Linked DNA regions of Mus musculus: region 1 is linked to region 2. Evidence: chromatin contacts called from public Hi-C data. All regions are on one chromosome and are shown on one strand. Each heading gives the region's core, a stretch centred on a gene start, on an enhancer-like site or on the middle of the called end of the contact. The rest is flanking DNA. Distances are from core to core; before and after follow the strand shown. Region 1 has its middle 31 kb from the start of I730028E13Rik. Region 2 holds the start of 4933433G08Rik (RIKEN cDNA 4933433G08 gene).

What was found. Hi-C and Micro-C count contacts between places; a contact is called where the count stands out from the background.
Region 1: a contact with region 2 is called in a Hi-C map of uterus. The contact joins the enhancer-like site here to the promoter of 4933433G08Rik in region 2. A contact is called at or near these places in 4 of 484 Hi-C or Micro-C datasets (the N1E-115 cell line, nephron progenitors and uterus) and 2 of 115 datasets of contacts at active chromatin or transcription factors (embryonic stem cells and microglia).

Annotation. Positions count from the first base shown.
Region 1 is chr9:61,165,779-61,172,417 of GRCm38.p6, forward strand. No RefSeq gene overlaps it. Among named protein-coding and RNA genes, the nearest start is that of I730028E13Rik, 31 kb to the left of the region's middle. Within about 2 kb of position 3,318, at least 49 of the 459 cell types and tissues checked have an H3K27ac peak or open chromatin away from gene starts, as enhancers often do. A contact at or near this core is called in microglia and uterus, where this site is marked.
Region 2 is chr9:61,102,156-61,109,546 of GRCm38.p6, forward strand. 4933433G08Rik (RIKEN cDNA 4933433G08 gene) reads right to left here and starts at 3,231. Exons shown (of 2, transcript NR_105026.1): 1 at 2,999-3,231; 2 at 857-2,469. The region is part of intron 2 of Gm34004 (a long non-coding RNA gene); the gene reads left to right.

The DNA.
Region 1 (6,639 bases), core at 2,068-4,567, 64 kb after region 2:
ACCTTCGTTTTTGAGACAGGGTCTCTCTGAACTGGAAGCTAGTGGACTTGGATGAACCAGCTGGCCAGCAAACCTCAGGGATGCCCCTGCCTCAGTTTCCCCGGTACTGGGATAACTGACATGCCATCATGGCTGCTTGTTATGTGGATGCTGAGGATCTGAACTCAGGTACTCATGTGTGCATGACCAGCCCTCACCAACTGGATCACCTCTCCTAGGCCAGCAGTGGAGCTCTGGAGGTAGAGAAAACCCCACCCCAGTCAGAGCTTCAGGCTGACCCCTGAGATGGCCAGACAGCAACTCTGAGGAAACCCTCACTCCCCTCAGCTTGTGCCAGGTGCCAGACACTGGGGTGGCATCCAAGGACAGAACTGAGGAGGTCACAAATCTAGTCAGATGCTAACTGAACACCATGCAGGCTGCTAACTTCAACAAAACATCCTGAAACAATTGTCACTCGGTCCTACAGGTAGAGAGGAAACCAAGAGAAAAAAACAGAAGCTTTGAGGAGGACAAGGCAGGCTTCATGGAGGTGACTCAGAATCCCCAAGGACGAATAGAAGTTGGCTCTCCTCATAGAATCACAACAGAAACCCTGGTCTTGTACCAAGGGCCCCATACCAATTCAGTGTCTAAAACTTACCAGAGCCCTGTGAGGTAATATTTGTCTTCAGATAATGGAACTAGAGAGTGCAGGGACAAAGCATTCTGGCCCAAGGAAACAGAGTGTGGGAAAGGACATACCACTGAGTACAGAAGGCACTCACTAGAGAGGAGGAAGGAGGGGTCACAGATGGATGAGAAGCTAGAATGGAAGAAACAAGATGCACTTAGCCAGTAGCATTCTGCAGAGCTTGCAGAGATGGCTGTCTTCCAGAGGATCTGAGTTGAGTTCTCAGCACCCATCTCACATACCTCCCGCTCCAAGGGGAACCTGGTGCCTTGTGACCTCCTGCACTTGTATGTAACATCCCCCCCACACATATTAAACATAGAAAATAATATTAAGTAAAATAAAGCATACTGTTACCCTCAGGGAAAATGGTGTCCTCTCCCACTTTCCACTCTACACTGTGTCATCTTCCCACTCTACCCTATAGCAGGTCCTGGGGTTCCCCCACATCACTCACCACTAGGATCTCCTCGTCTTCCCCACCCCTAGGTAGAGAACTAGCTGAACTAAGGGCTGTCGCTTTCCTGCAGGGAGCAGGAGATTCCTTCCAGTTCCCCTCCCCTTCACCTCAGAAAGCCCCAGGACAGAAAACCGAAGACCCTCCAGCTGGACCTCCTCCTTGGGGGGTGGAGATGGGGGAGACAGAACTCTTCTCTGACATCTCAGGCCATGGAGGGGAAGTGTCCTTGCCTGCCTGGCTTCTGCTTTCTTAAAGACTATTTGTGTCTCTTTTCCCTCAACAGTCCTCCTTACACACACACACACACACACACAGAGAGAGAGAGAGAGGGGGGGGCGTCTTGTGTCCACTCCAAACATAGATGACAAGGAGTCTCAGAAAATCGGCCTAAAGAAACACTGAACAAACTGTTTCCTGAACAGGCCTATCATCGTGACCCTTGTAAGCCAAGAGCTCACTTTATAACTTGGGAATGTACAAATATTTACAGTTGTGGGGAAGGGAGCCAACATCTTCTAGAGGGTCCCAGGATGGGAAAGGAGCTGAGGTCTGCCTAGCCAGTCTCTCCCTCACTATCCGGGACCTTACAGGATCCCCTGCACCTGGTCACCCTGTCTCTCTGCCCCTAGTTTTGGGTCTCTGCAGCCTCACAGTAGCGTATGTTCTTTCTCACAACTTTGGAAAACCACTGTCTCCATTTATTCTTGGGTTCCTGCCTCCATGGTCATGTTCCCTTGATAGGCTAGCACAGCCTAGCTGGCCAATGTCCATCTCAAACTATGACTTGCAAATCTGTTTCCCGTTCGACAGCTGAGTGGCTTGTCATGCTCCCACCCTGTGCCCATCGTTCCTGGTCTCAGAGACACAGCTTGCTCTCCATGCAGCGTGAGAGGGAGAGACGGTGGGAACAAACTTGTCCCGGATGCCTGAGCACCGTTCTAGCTATCTGAAACCAGCAGGTTCAGGACAACCCCAGGGAGAAGACATTCTTCTCCATTCATTTGGGAACTTGGTCTCCTGACCTAGAACTGAAAATACAGAAATAAAAGCAGGAGGGTCTCCAGGCCTAGTGACTTTATTTTATATTCTGTATCTGTATTGACTTAGTATCAGGGGAACTGGTTTTAAAGCTATTTCCTGTGTAATTAACTTCTCTAAGCCTAAGGTGACTACCCTGTCCCAGTTTGCCTAGACTTAAACCTGTGTGTGTGTGTGTGTGTGTGTGTGTGTGTGTGTGTGTGTGTGTGTGTGTGTGTAGGGTATGACATCCTTGGGTGTCATTTCTCAGATGCCATACACCTTGTTTTTTGAGTCAGGATCTTTTGCTGGCCTGGAATTAATCAAGTAGGCCAGGCAGGCTGCCCAGCAGGCTCAAGGGCTCTATCTGCTTGTCTGTGCAAGGACCGTAGATGGATGTGTGCTTATGGCCCACAGGAGATTGGACTAATGTTCTCATGCTCGCATAGCAAACACTTACTGACTAAGTTGGCTCCTCAGCCCCAAACCATCTTGTTGGGTTTGGGGTTTTTTGTGGGGAGCAGGGAGATGTTTTGGGCTTTGGTTTTGGCTTTTTACAGTGGTAAGACCTGTGTCCCCAGAGACTACTCAGTTCTGGGCAAATGGGTCCAGTTGGACACCCTTTAAAACTAATTCCCTCATGATGAAATGATAATAGTGGAGTTTCTGTGAAGTTTCTCTGAAAAATTGCTCACTCAAAACCTCCAGGATGCTGGCATATATACATACATGCACATATATGTACACATGTTCATATATAGGCACTCAACTGATGATTTCTTAAATTGAAAACTTAGTTTACTGTAGCAAGTTAGGAAGATGCAAGAGTGGAGGGGGGCTAAAAAATGGGCTTCCATAGTTTAAATGGGTAACGATTTTAAATGTTGACGAACATAAGGAGATCCCTCGCAGAGGGTCTCATGGCTCTCTCGTAGGAGTGCCCCATTAAGGTTCAGTTAAGTGCTCCAGGTGAGACTTCCTCTGACAGGAAAAGCGCTAATCCCATGCACTCTCACATCTGAAGAAGCAAAGTGGATGAAACTCCCCTGAGCAGAGCCACAGGAAATGCCTTAGAACCCTGAGTCTTAGTCTTATGGGTTAGCACCTGGCTACCCTGTGGCATTGGCTTTTGGCCAGGAGATAGGACAGGGAGGCACAGATGAGAGGCTCCCACGAGAGCCTGAGTCTGCAGTTCACCCCCTGTGACTGCAGACGCGTAGTCTTCACACGTCCGGTCTGGTCACCACATCTGTAAAATGAGGAAGAGAAAGCAGACAAGGTGTCTAACGGACAGACAGCAAGGAGGTCCAGAGCATGGGTCCACCACCCACGAGGCACCCATAGGGCAGTGGCTTTGGGGGCTGTCATTGTACCCTGTGCCTTGGCCCATGTCCTCATAAGTGATGATGGTGTGAACTAAGGCGCTTCTTGGTGCATGGGAAGTTCTCAGTAAGTACCACTCATTTTGTTGTCCGCCCCCTACTCTGGGCCTAACATGGAGGTCAACCGTGCCATCCTTCCCTCCCTACATCACCAAGGGTTAATGAATAATAAGCATTTATTAGGGTGTTTGGTTAGGTTCCTTTTCCCTCCTGAGCCTGCCCTATCACTCAGCTGGCTCATGTTGAACTTGAGGCAGACTTTAGAACCTCTTGATCTTTATGAGAGCTGTAGGCAAGCCAGGTCTCCCTCACACTGCCCTTGTGCAATTTCGTTTTGGAAACCGTGTTCGAGACATTAGATTTATTGATGCTGAGTTTCATCTGCTTGCTTTTGACCCAACATTCTCCACTGTCGAGATCATCCCAGACTCTAAATCTGTCAGCTCCTCCAGCTTGGAGTCATCTGCAAATTTGATGCACATGTTCCCCACATCTTCATCCAAGGTCTCAGCTTGAAACAACTATTTTTATAGATAAAAATAGACACTGAGATACAGGCCATTCTGCAGATCAGAGGGACCCACACTCAAGGCTGAGCAGCGGGGGAAACTCACCATGTGGAAGCAGGGGCTTACGACCCTAGATCAGATGTAAGACTTTTCCATACGTATGCCACTTACATGTGCCGGTATCTTCTCCCGAGGTTCCAGAATGTTTCCAGTGATGACAAGGAGAGTTCACTTCAAGGCCACCTGTGGTCACTTCCAACTTCTAAACCTGAGTCTACCAGGATGGGTTGAGTCTGTTGGCAACAAAGGCAGCCCCCAAAGCCAAGACCTGCCTTTCCCTATCCCACTGCTTCTCTAGCCAAAGATACCTGCTACTCATCCAAGAACTGCATCTTTATTGGCTCAGGGAGGTACAGGCCGTGGTGACTTAATACACTGCCTGCTTCTAGGGGGGTGGGGGGAGGGTCATGGAGTCTGAGCCACACTAAGACAGAGCTGCTCTCGGCCACCAGGAGCTGCCCATGGTTCTGAGCACAACCAGCCCAGGTCTTGAGGGCATCCTGTGTTACAGCGCAGGGTGGCCGGCAGGGCTTACTAACAAGAATGCAAGTCAGCATTATGGGAAAGGCCTTTGGCAAAGTACTAGGAAAAAGCTAGGAAAAAAAAATCTATGAGAAATTTCCTTAGAAAATGGTTTTAGAATAAATGCACAGGAACAAGTTCTATTTCTCCAGATAGTGGGACAACTCTCTAAGTAGTTTGGAGCTTCTCAAAGCCTCATGCCCACCTTCAGCCTCCATACAGTAGCAGACAGCTGATCAGATGTCCCCTAGCCCAGGACAGCCTTGTGGCTCTTGGAGGCATGACCTACTCTTTTGCTTTTGTTTTTCATGAATAAGTGTGCAGTCTATGTGCATATGTGTTCACAGATATGTGGGCACAAGTATGTGCTGTGCGTGGAGGCTAGAGATTGATCTCTTGAGTCTTCTACACATTGCTCTGACCTTTATTCCCTGAAGAGGGACTGACAGTATGGCTAGTCATGCTAGCCAGTCTGTTCCAGGGATCTCTGTCTATCTTCCAAGCATTGAAATTACAAGAGGGCCGCCATGATCACCTAGCATTTACATGGGTTCTGGGGACCTGAACTCTGATCCTCACACTGACTGCTTAGGCAGCAAGTGCCTTAGCTGCTGAACCATCTTCTTGGCCTATGCATCCCCCTCCCTTTGTAGGGAAAAGGATGATAAAGGCGATGATGGAGAGGGATGGTACCCATGACGGACCGCTGAGTCAGCCGTTGTTCTGGCCCTTCTCAACAGGCATCTCCTCTCCCTTGGGAAGCAGATGTTTTGTTATTCCCATTTTACTGAGGAGTAAACTGGAGCCCACTGTGACTGTAAGCAGACAGATCGGAAGCCCAGTCTCTGCCCATGACATTGCAGCCTGTCTCTGTAGTAACCTCCAGCTGGCTTTCTCATGACTCAAGCAGCCTCTTGGGGACAGAGCAAAGCTGCTCACCAGCCCCTGTGTGTCACCAACCCCTGTGCTATGTTGGGTCAGAATTCCAGGCTCACTGGAGAAGGGGCAGAGCAAATCTGGTGACTTAGCCTTTTAGTGCATATGGCATCAATCTCCTTTGTCCCTGGACAATGGCCCTTTAATTAGAGCAAGCCCCCGGTTATGGGTGGCTGTAAGCTATCATGAAGGTGCTGAGAACTGAACCTAGGTCCTCTACAAAAGCATTAAATGTTCTTAATTGTTGGGACATCTCTTCAGTACCCACAGTATGTATCTTAAATGTTACCCCCAAGCTCATGTGGTAAAGGCTTGATCCCCAGTGTTACGGCATTCAGAGGTGACTGGATGACAAGGGCTTTGAACTCACAAAGGGATAGATCTGTTAATGGATTCTTAGTGGAGTTTAGGGAAGGAGATTTGTTTTGTAAGTGCATGCATCCTCTCTTTCTGCTGCCTGGCTACCATGAAAGGAACAGCTTTCTTTTGTCCCAGGAAATCGGTCACAATGCTCTGTCCCACCACAGACCCAGAACAAGGTTGCCAAGTGGCCAAGGGCTGAGCCCCTTGTGATTGTGAACCAAAATTTTTTCTCCTCTGCAGTGATTGCTTGGAGATGCTCATCTCAGTGGCAGAAAATGGCTAACACATGGACGATCTCTGTGCCTTATTGAATCATGTGGAGTTAAGGGTGGAGCTCCACAAAGCCACATCTGTTAGCACATCTGTGGGTTAGGCACTAACCCACTTCAGCTCTTCCTGATGTTCCTTTTCACCCCATCAAGCAGTGCCTTCCCCTTATACCTTTTTTTCCGTGAATTGTCCCTCCTGAGTAGAGGCAATGACCGCTCCACTTCTTTGGCCTGGACAAATGATTTGTCCAGAAGGCAATGAGCTGAGCAAGGCCTTGAACACCCAATACCACAATCACTTCCAGTCCCCACACACTGCCACGGTGAGTCTCCCCCAAGTCCAGGTCTGGATTTTCAGCATTTGCCAATTGTTGATCTGCATCTCCATCATCAAGTCCTATGACAAACTTCAGGCTCTAGTTGGATAGGGGGCAAAGGAGACTATGGC
Region 2 (7,391 bases), core at 1,981-4,480:
CTTGGACATGCAATTCAGTCCCTCTCAGACATTCCTTGAGAAAAACCATGAAGCCGCAGTCCTGGGGCAGGGCCAGAGGATCTGCATCTTTAATGGGCCTCTGTGACTTGCTGGATGCTGCTGGCTCAAAGGACCACACTTACGAACAGCAAAGATGTAGTTTTCCCATGCAAGGAATTAGCGAGCGAGTTGTCAGTGGAAACTCCATAGTCAGGCAGCATCTATCCAAAGCAGGAAAAAAAAGAAAACTCACAAAAACAAAACCTAAAGCAACTCACTCATTTTAATTAATGAAAAATACATGAATAGGCCATCCTTGTTAAGAAACCCCAAGTTATTCTCTCTCAGAGTACTGGGAGAATAGCCCTGCTCTCAGGGAAAAGGCGGGGTTAAGCCCACATTTTAATTAGCGTATCAATGGCTGATGATTAAACAGGGCTTTCTAAAGGACTGGACATCTGAACAGTTTTTCTCTTCCTCTCAAATTCTTAAGCATCGAGCTACCTCTGGCTTCTTCCGGCCTGCTGGTACTAATTATTTGCGCACAGCCTATTTTCAAAAGCAGACAGAGCCCTCCCTCCCTGCTCCGTTCACAGATCCCTCAGCAATGCAGGCCTGTCGCTGGTGCCAATCTCCTCACCAAAGGCGTTGCTTTTGTTTTATTTTTCTCTTTCAAGAAACTGACATCTTAGCGCCTCATATCCATCTTAGTTTAAACAAATGTTTTGATTACATCCAAGCGCGAGCCCAACAAAAGCTGTTGGGACCGGGCTGACGCATTTCCCTATTAGTTTTAGACAATTTGTTCTAATATTGTTGGGAATCGTTCGTTTATACATCCATACAGATTTGATTACTTTACTTGTTTCATTAATCTTTATTTGTTTAATCATCTGTTTAATCTGTTTAATCGCCGGTTTAAGTGGAAAGCTTACATGAAGATGTTTTACGTTGGCTCATCCAGGCATCCTGACGTGGAGCCCAGCGTTCCTTTTTGACTATTTATCACGTTCTTTTATAGGGCTTCATGAGCCACTTGAAAGCCTGTAGGATGCTTCGGGGAATTCAATAATTTAGTAGTTCTTCACCACTGAACATGATGTATTTTTAAAAATGTTATTTAAATAAGCAATATTTGTGGAATAATTTGACTTCCATTCTGGGCTCGCGGTTTCTTCTCTCCCAACCAAATGCAATATTTAAGTTGGCATGGAGACTAGTCTTTAAGAAACTGGGAAGGGAGGTCTGGGAGAACGGGGCTGTTCGCAAGGATGAGAAGCTCTTGTCTGTTCCAAGTGCAAGTTGGGTTTTGTGTGAATACTGAGGCCGTGCCCGAACTCTGACACTGCCTTGTCACAGTGTTGAGAGTGTGATGTCCTGCCATCTCCCTCCATGTTGTAAATGTGTGTCATGTTCAACCACCAGTCAGATGTAGGGCCCTAAGTCCAGCCAAGACCCCTTGGGAGCCATTTGTGAACTTGCATAGACAGCTGCCTTTGTACCCTGTATCTTAGGAACAGGTCAACCCATGTCTTTGGCAAGTCTTTTGTGAGCGGTTCCAACTGTGTTCAGAGGTGGGAGGTAACGGCGCTGTCTATGTAAGCTACGTGTTTCAATGTGGGGACAGCAGGCATGACTTCAGGGAGCCAGAGGGAACATCCTGGATTGAGTTGGAACACTTTCAGGGATGCATTGATGTTGCAAAGATGCATTAGAGGCAGAGCTCATCTCCTCTGCAAATGGAGAGTCCACCTGCCTCCATGCCAACCTCTGGAGTCCTCAGCATCTTCCACAGCCTCTGATTACGTGCCACTTTTGTCTCTAACCCCCAAAGTGACAACTATATAGCCTAATGTGGAACGGGCCTGAGAATCACTGGCAACGAATCCCCTACCTCAACCCATACCTTTCTGAACTTTTTAGTCCCTTTTCAAAAGAGCTGATGTGAGAATATAAGCAACCATGCTCTGTCTTGACCTTACAATGCTAACATTCATGACCTTGCTGGGTTAGATGTCCCTCAAGCCTGTCTAGGCTGCCAATCTGCACGTTTATACTGTCATCTTCTTGATTCCTACCAGGGCCTTTCACCTTTCAGACATGATCACGTGGGGAGCGTGTCTCTCCAACACACCTGAATGCATCTGAGTTAGCACCTCCTCTCTGGCTGGCCGTGTGACCTTGGGTAAGTCGTTCAACATTGTGGGTTCTGTTTCACACCCAACAGGTAGGAATGGCAAGAGCCCTTGTTTCACTGCTCATGGTAAATAAGACATGACAAGAAGGTGCCCAGGCATGCTCAGCCTGGTGCTTGGTTTACCTAGGCACTGGGACTGGCTGTTACAGAGGCCCACTGTGGGCTTCTGCACAGTTGTCCTCTGAAGGGGTGGGAAGCTTCAGAGGGAGATACTGTGCTGGAAGAGGCACTTGTTAACTTCCGCTGTGTTCTTCTGTCTGTCGCAGTGTTATCTGAAAAGACCGAGTTGTTTCCTGTTACTAACATGTTCTAGTCCTGATGTCCCGTTCTTGGTCATTTTCCCAGGCTCCCCACCTGGCCCTGGTGTGCCTCGTGCCTGAGACTTTCTTCATTTGATCCCTAGCAATCAAGCCCCCAGGTGGTCCCTGCCCCATACTTCTCTGGAGGGACAGCTTCTAATCCGGTCTTGTATAGTATTGACGGGGATGGATTTATTAAATGTCTTCCTCCCGAGCATCTAGATTTCTATGTCCATAAATTATTAGGTCTTGAAACCTTACTCCCGCCTCTGTCTGTACATCTCTGTGACATTCCCACAATCCTTCTTCCTTAGTATTCCCAGGAGTATGGTCTGAAGTAGTGAGAAGAGTCGCCTAGAAGCAGCAGTCAGCCAGTGCAGCTCAAGACATAGGCCCTAGCTGGGGATCTTCTGTCTGTATTGGGCTAAGGCCATCACTCCAATTGTGGTCTGGGCGCTCTCAGCCTTTCAACTGAGGGAGGATGTATATGGAAAGCATTTACCTTTTCCCTTTCCTTTGGGGCTCAGGACTTGGGGCCTGGTGGTAGCAAGCTAGCCACACAACTCAGCTCATCAAATGCTGTTGCTCAGTGGTTAGCACTGTGAGCTGCTGTGGTCAGTTAGTCAGTTACACCTTGTATCCATGGAGAAAACAAGAGAATGGACAGACACGCAGAAATTTCTGCTCACTGCCATGGGAAAGTCACTCTGTTTAAGCAAAGATGCCCTTGGATTGAGTGCTGTTCTCCCAGATTCTAGATTTGGCAATAGAATTTGGAATAGGGACAAAGAAGATTCTGGAATTGTATTTAAGGAGGAAAGAAGAGAAGCCTGTGGCTAATATCCAGAGATCTTAGTGGCTAGAGGCCTCACAGGGGGTCTTTAGAAATGCAGGACAAGGGAGAATGTCAGAGCAAACAGGAAAGCCTGGCCACACAGGCCCCAGGTCATCCTGGTGTGACCCTCTCTAGCCATGTCGTGCTCGGCAGATGCCCAGGAGACGTGGCCTGGTTAGGAAGCTCTATTTCCCATAATTAAGACCTTCAGCTTCCACAGCCACAAGGGTAGGGCTGTTGTCTCTATCATCCTTGCATCTCGTTCTCTCTTCCCACTTCCTCATTTGATGGTTGTGCCCTCACAGGGTGGATCCGAAAGGTGAGATTACTCAGAATCTGAGGTTGGCAATAGAAAGTGATGTGAGGTGTTCTGGTAACTCTGCTATTGATGCTGGGGCACTCACCACGGGCCAGACTCTGCGTCTGGCACTAGGGCTGCAGCGGCAGGTAGGCCTCTGGGCTCACTTCACAGGAGGCTGTGAGAATGAACCAGGAGACCCCCGTGGAAACAGTGCCCCCATAGAGACTGAGCAGGCTGCTGAACTAAAGTGGAGCACGGAGCGCTCTGCCTGCCAAACTAAGAACCATGCTCTCGTGAGCAGAGATGACTCAGAGAATGGCTCGGAACAAAGGAGTGGGATGAGCTGATTTTGTTTTTGAAACTTTTAATTCCAAAACTAAATCACACTCATAAAAAGATAAGATAGCGTGAAGAAAGCATGAGATTAAAGTTCTTGTGGTGTCCCCCCACTTTGCGGCACCAGTTCCTTCCCAGGGAAGTCCTCAGTGGATGCATCTGTGTACTTTCTTGATTTATTTATTGACTGCATTTAAGAACATATGTGCTTTTTTCACAGAAATAATATTAAGATGCACACAAGTTAGCTTATTAATAGCTGGCTCTCATTTCATGTGGGTACATATAAATTAATCTTATTAATAACTGGCTCTCATCTCGTGTGGGTGCATGTAAGTGAATCTTGCTTGCTGATGGGGATTTATTTTGTGGTCACTTTTTAAAAAATGGCCACCAGGTGCTGGAAGAGGTGGCTCTGCAGTTAAGAGAGCTGAGTGCTCTTCCAGGATCCCAGATTCTATCCCCAGCTGCTCATACCCATCTCTAGTCTCAGTTCCAAAGGATTTGATGCCCTCTTCTGGCCTCAGACACTAGGTACCTACACAGTGCACAGACACACATTTGGGCAAAACACCCATGCCCATCATACACATAAACATTTGATTTTGTAATGGTCACTAACTGTGATGTTGCCTTTCTGAACTTTGAGCTGAAAATTGAGTGTCTGAATAGTAAATTTTGTTTCAACTATATATTTTTTTTTTTGGTTTGGTTTGGTTTGGTTTGGTTTTTCGAGACAGGGTTTCTCTGTGTAGCTCTGGCTGTCCTGGAACTCACTTTGTAGACCAGGCTGGCCTTGAACTCAGAAATCCGTCTGCCTCTGCCTCCCGAGTGCTGGGATTAAAGGCATGCGCCACCACTGCCCAGCTTGACTATACTTTTTTTTTTAGATTTATTTTATGTCTCTCTCTCTCTCTCTCTCTCTCTCTCTCTCTCTCTCTCACACACACACACACACACAAACACACACACACACACACACACACACACACACACACACACACACACACACCTCTTCTGGGTGAAAGTCAAAAGACAACTCCCAAGAATTGCTACTCAGTTTCTATCCTGTGGGTCAGATAGACAGTCCTCAGGCTTTGTGGGAAGCCCCTTTGGCCATGACATCAGCCCTTTATTGTTAACCAAATTATTGAAGTATTGAAGTGTACTTTCCATTCGTAAAATTCACACATTTCAAATGTTGTTGACTCCTGACTGTGTACATATCACCACTGTTAAATACACACACACACACACACACACACACACACACACACACACACAAAACAAACTACTGTTACTATAACCACCCACAGCAGAGCATTTCTCTCCCTGAAAAATTTCCTTGTGACCCTTTGCTGTTAATCCCACTCTACTTCCAAACCCGGAAAGCCACCAACTCAGACTGTGACAACTGATCTTCATCGTCAGCTTGACATGGCTTAGCTCGACTCTGGAAGCAGGCTCTGGGCATGTCTTTGAGGGAGTTTCTGGATTAAGTTAATTGAGGCGGCAAGGGCACACATTATGCCACCATGCCCCCGGCTGGGGTCCAGCCTGAAGGAGAAGGGAGACAGCAAGCTGGGCAGCAGCCCTCGTCTCTCTCTGTGCCCAGCTGCCTCACATGCCTGCCGCCATGTCTACCCTCCATGGTGAACCGTGTGTACCCTCAAACTGTGATCCAGAGTCAACCCTTCCTGCTTCTCCCAGACATTTTATCAGCACAAAGAGAAACAGTGACTGATACCATATGACAGAATTTGGTCTGTCTAAACTTCAACGTATAAAAACCAATAAAGTATGTGTTTTCTCATAAATGAATTTTGCCCAGCATGATCTTTTGAGAGTCATCAGTCGCAGTTTCATTTACTAGGAGTTTAGTCTTTTTTATTCCTGAACATTCTATGGCATAGATTTATTCACAATTTTCTATTGACTCAACTTTAAGAAGAAATGGGCTTGTTTCCAGTTGGAGCCTATTGCAAATAGAGCTGTTAGGAACATACTTGTAAGAGGTCTTGTGTGTGTGTGTGTGTGTGTGTGTGTGTGTGTGTGTGTGTGTGTGTGAACATAGAGTATCATTTCTCAAATGCTGGGCAGCAGAATGGCTGGCTCATGGGACAGGTGTACTTTTGGGTTTATAAGGAGCTGTCAACATGTTTTCCTTTCATGCCTATGTGGTACATATTATACTGTGTATCCTTGCATAGGAGAGTTTCATTTGCTCCAGACAGTTGTCAACACTTGGCATTGTCGGCTTTGCTAGTTTTAGCCACACTGGGGAAAGAGAGTTTACTATGATTTTAATCTGAGTGCTCCCATGACTAATGAATGTGAGCATGTGGTTTTCCTGTGTTTATTAAGTTCTCATATATTTTCTTTACTGCAGGCTTTGTTCAAATTTTAGTTCTTTTTATCCTGTTCTTTATGTGTAGTGTATGTGTGAGTAGTGTGTTTGTGTGTGTGTGTGAGAGAGAGAGAGACAGAGACAGAGACAGAGATAGACAGAGAGATGGAGAGAGAGACAGAAAGATATATATATATATATATATATATATATATATATAGAGAGAGAGAGAGAGAGAGAGAGAGAGAGAGATCAGAGGTCAACTTATAGGAGTCCGTTCTTTCCTCCTACCATCTGGGTCCCAGGGATTGAACTGAGGTTGTCGGTTTGGTTCAAGTGCCTTTACCTGCTGAGCCACCTCGAAGGCCCTGCAATGATTGTTAACTTAAAGACCTTTACCTGGGTCTAGTGGTCTGAATGGGAATGTCCCCACAGGCTCACGCATTTGAATGCTGACCCTATTTAGGTTGGTGGCTAGTTGTGGAGGCTTAAGGGGTCTGTCTGCTGGAGAAGGCATGTCACTGCCGGAGGCTTTAGGAGCTTAAACCCCTGTCTTACTCCCAATTTGCTCATACAGGTTCCAGTACAGGTTCCAGTATGAGCAGTCAACATCCAGTTCCTGCCACCATGCTACTTACTGCCACCCTCCCTCAGCATAACAGAGCCATGAGCCAAATAAACGCTTCCTTCTAGAAGCTACCTTGGTCATGGTGTTTTGTCACAGTGATAGAAAGGTAGCTAAGTCCGGGGCCGTGTCCAATCTTGTAGTTAGCAGTCTTATAGTGCTTCTCTGGGTTACTCCAGGCCTGTCCCAGGTCCATGCTGCCTGCCTGGTGCATAGATATAGAGATTATGATCTCCTGGTCTAGGAGTTGGAAGATGGTAGCCAACATATTACCCTCTCATCTTTATTATTTATCTTGTATCTTCATTTTCTTCATACATACTTATGTACTTGTACCCTAAGGTAAAAAAAAGGGAGGTGAAGGTGGCTACCTATACTGTATACAGTACAGCCTTATTGGGAGAAGCAGCCAGTTTGGCTCTGAGTTTCCCTGTCAGTTTTATAACCCACA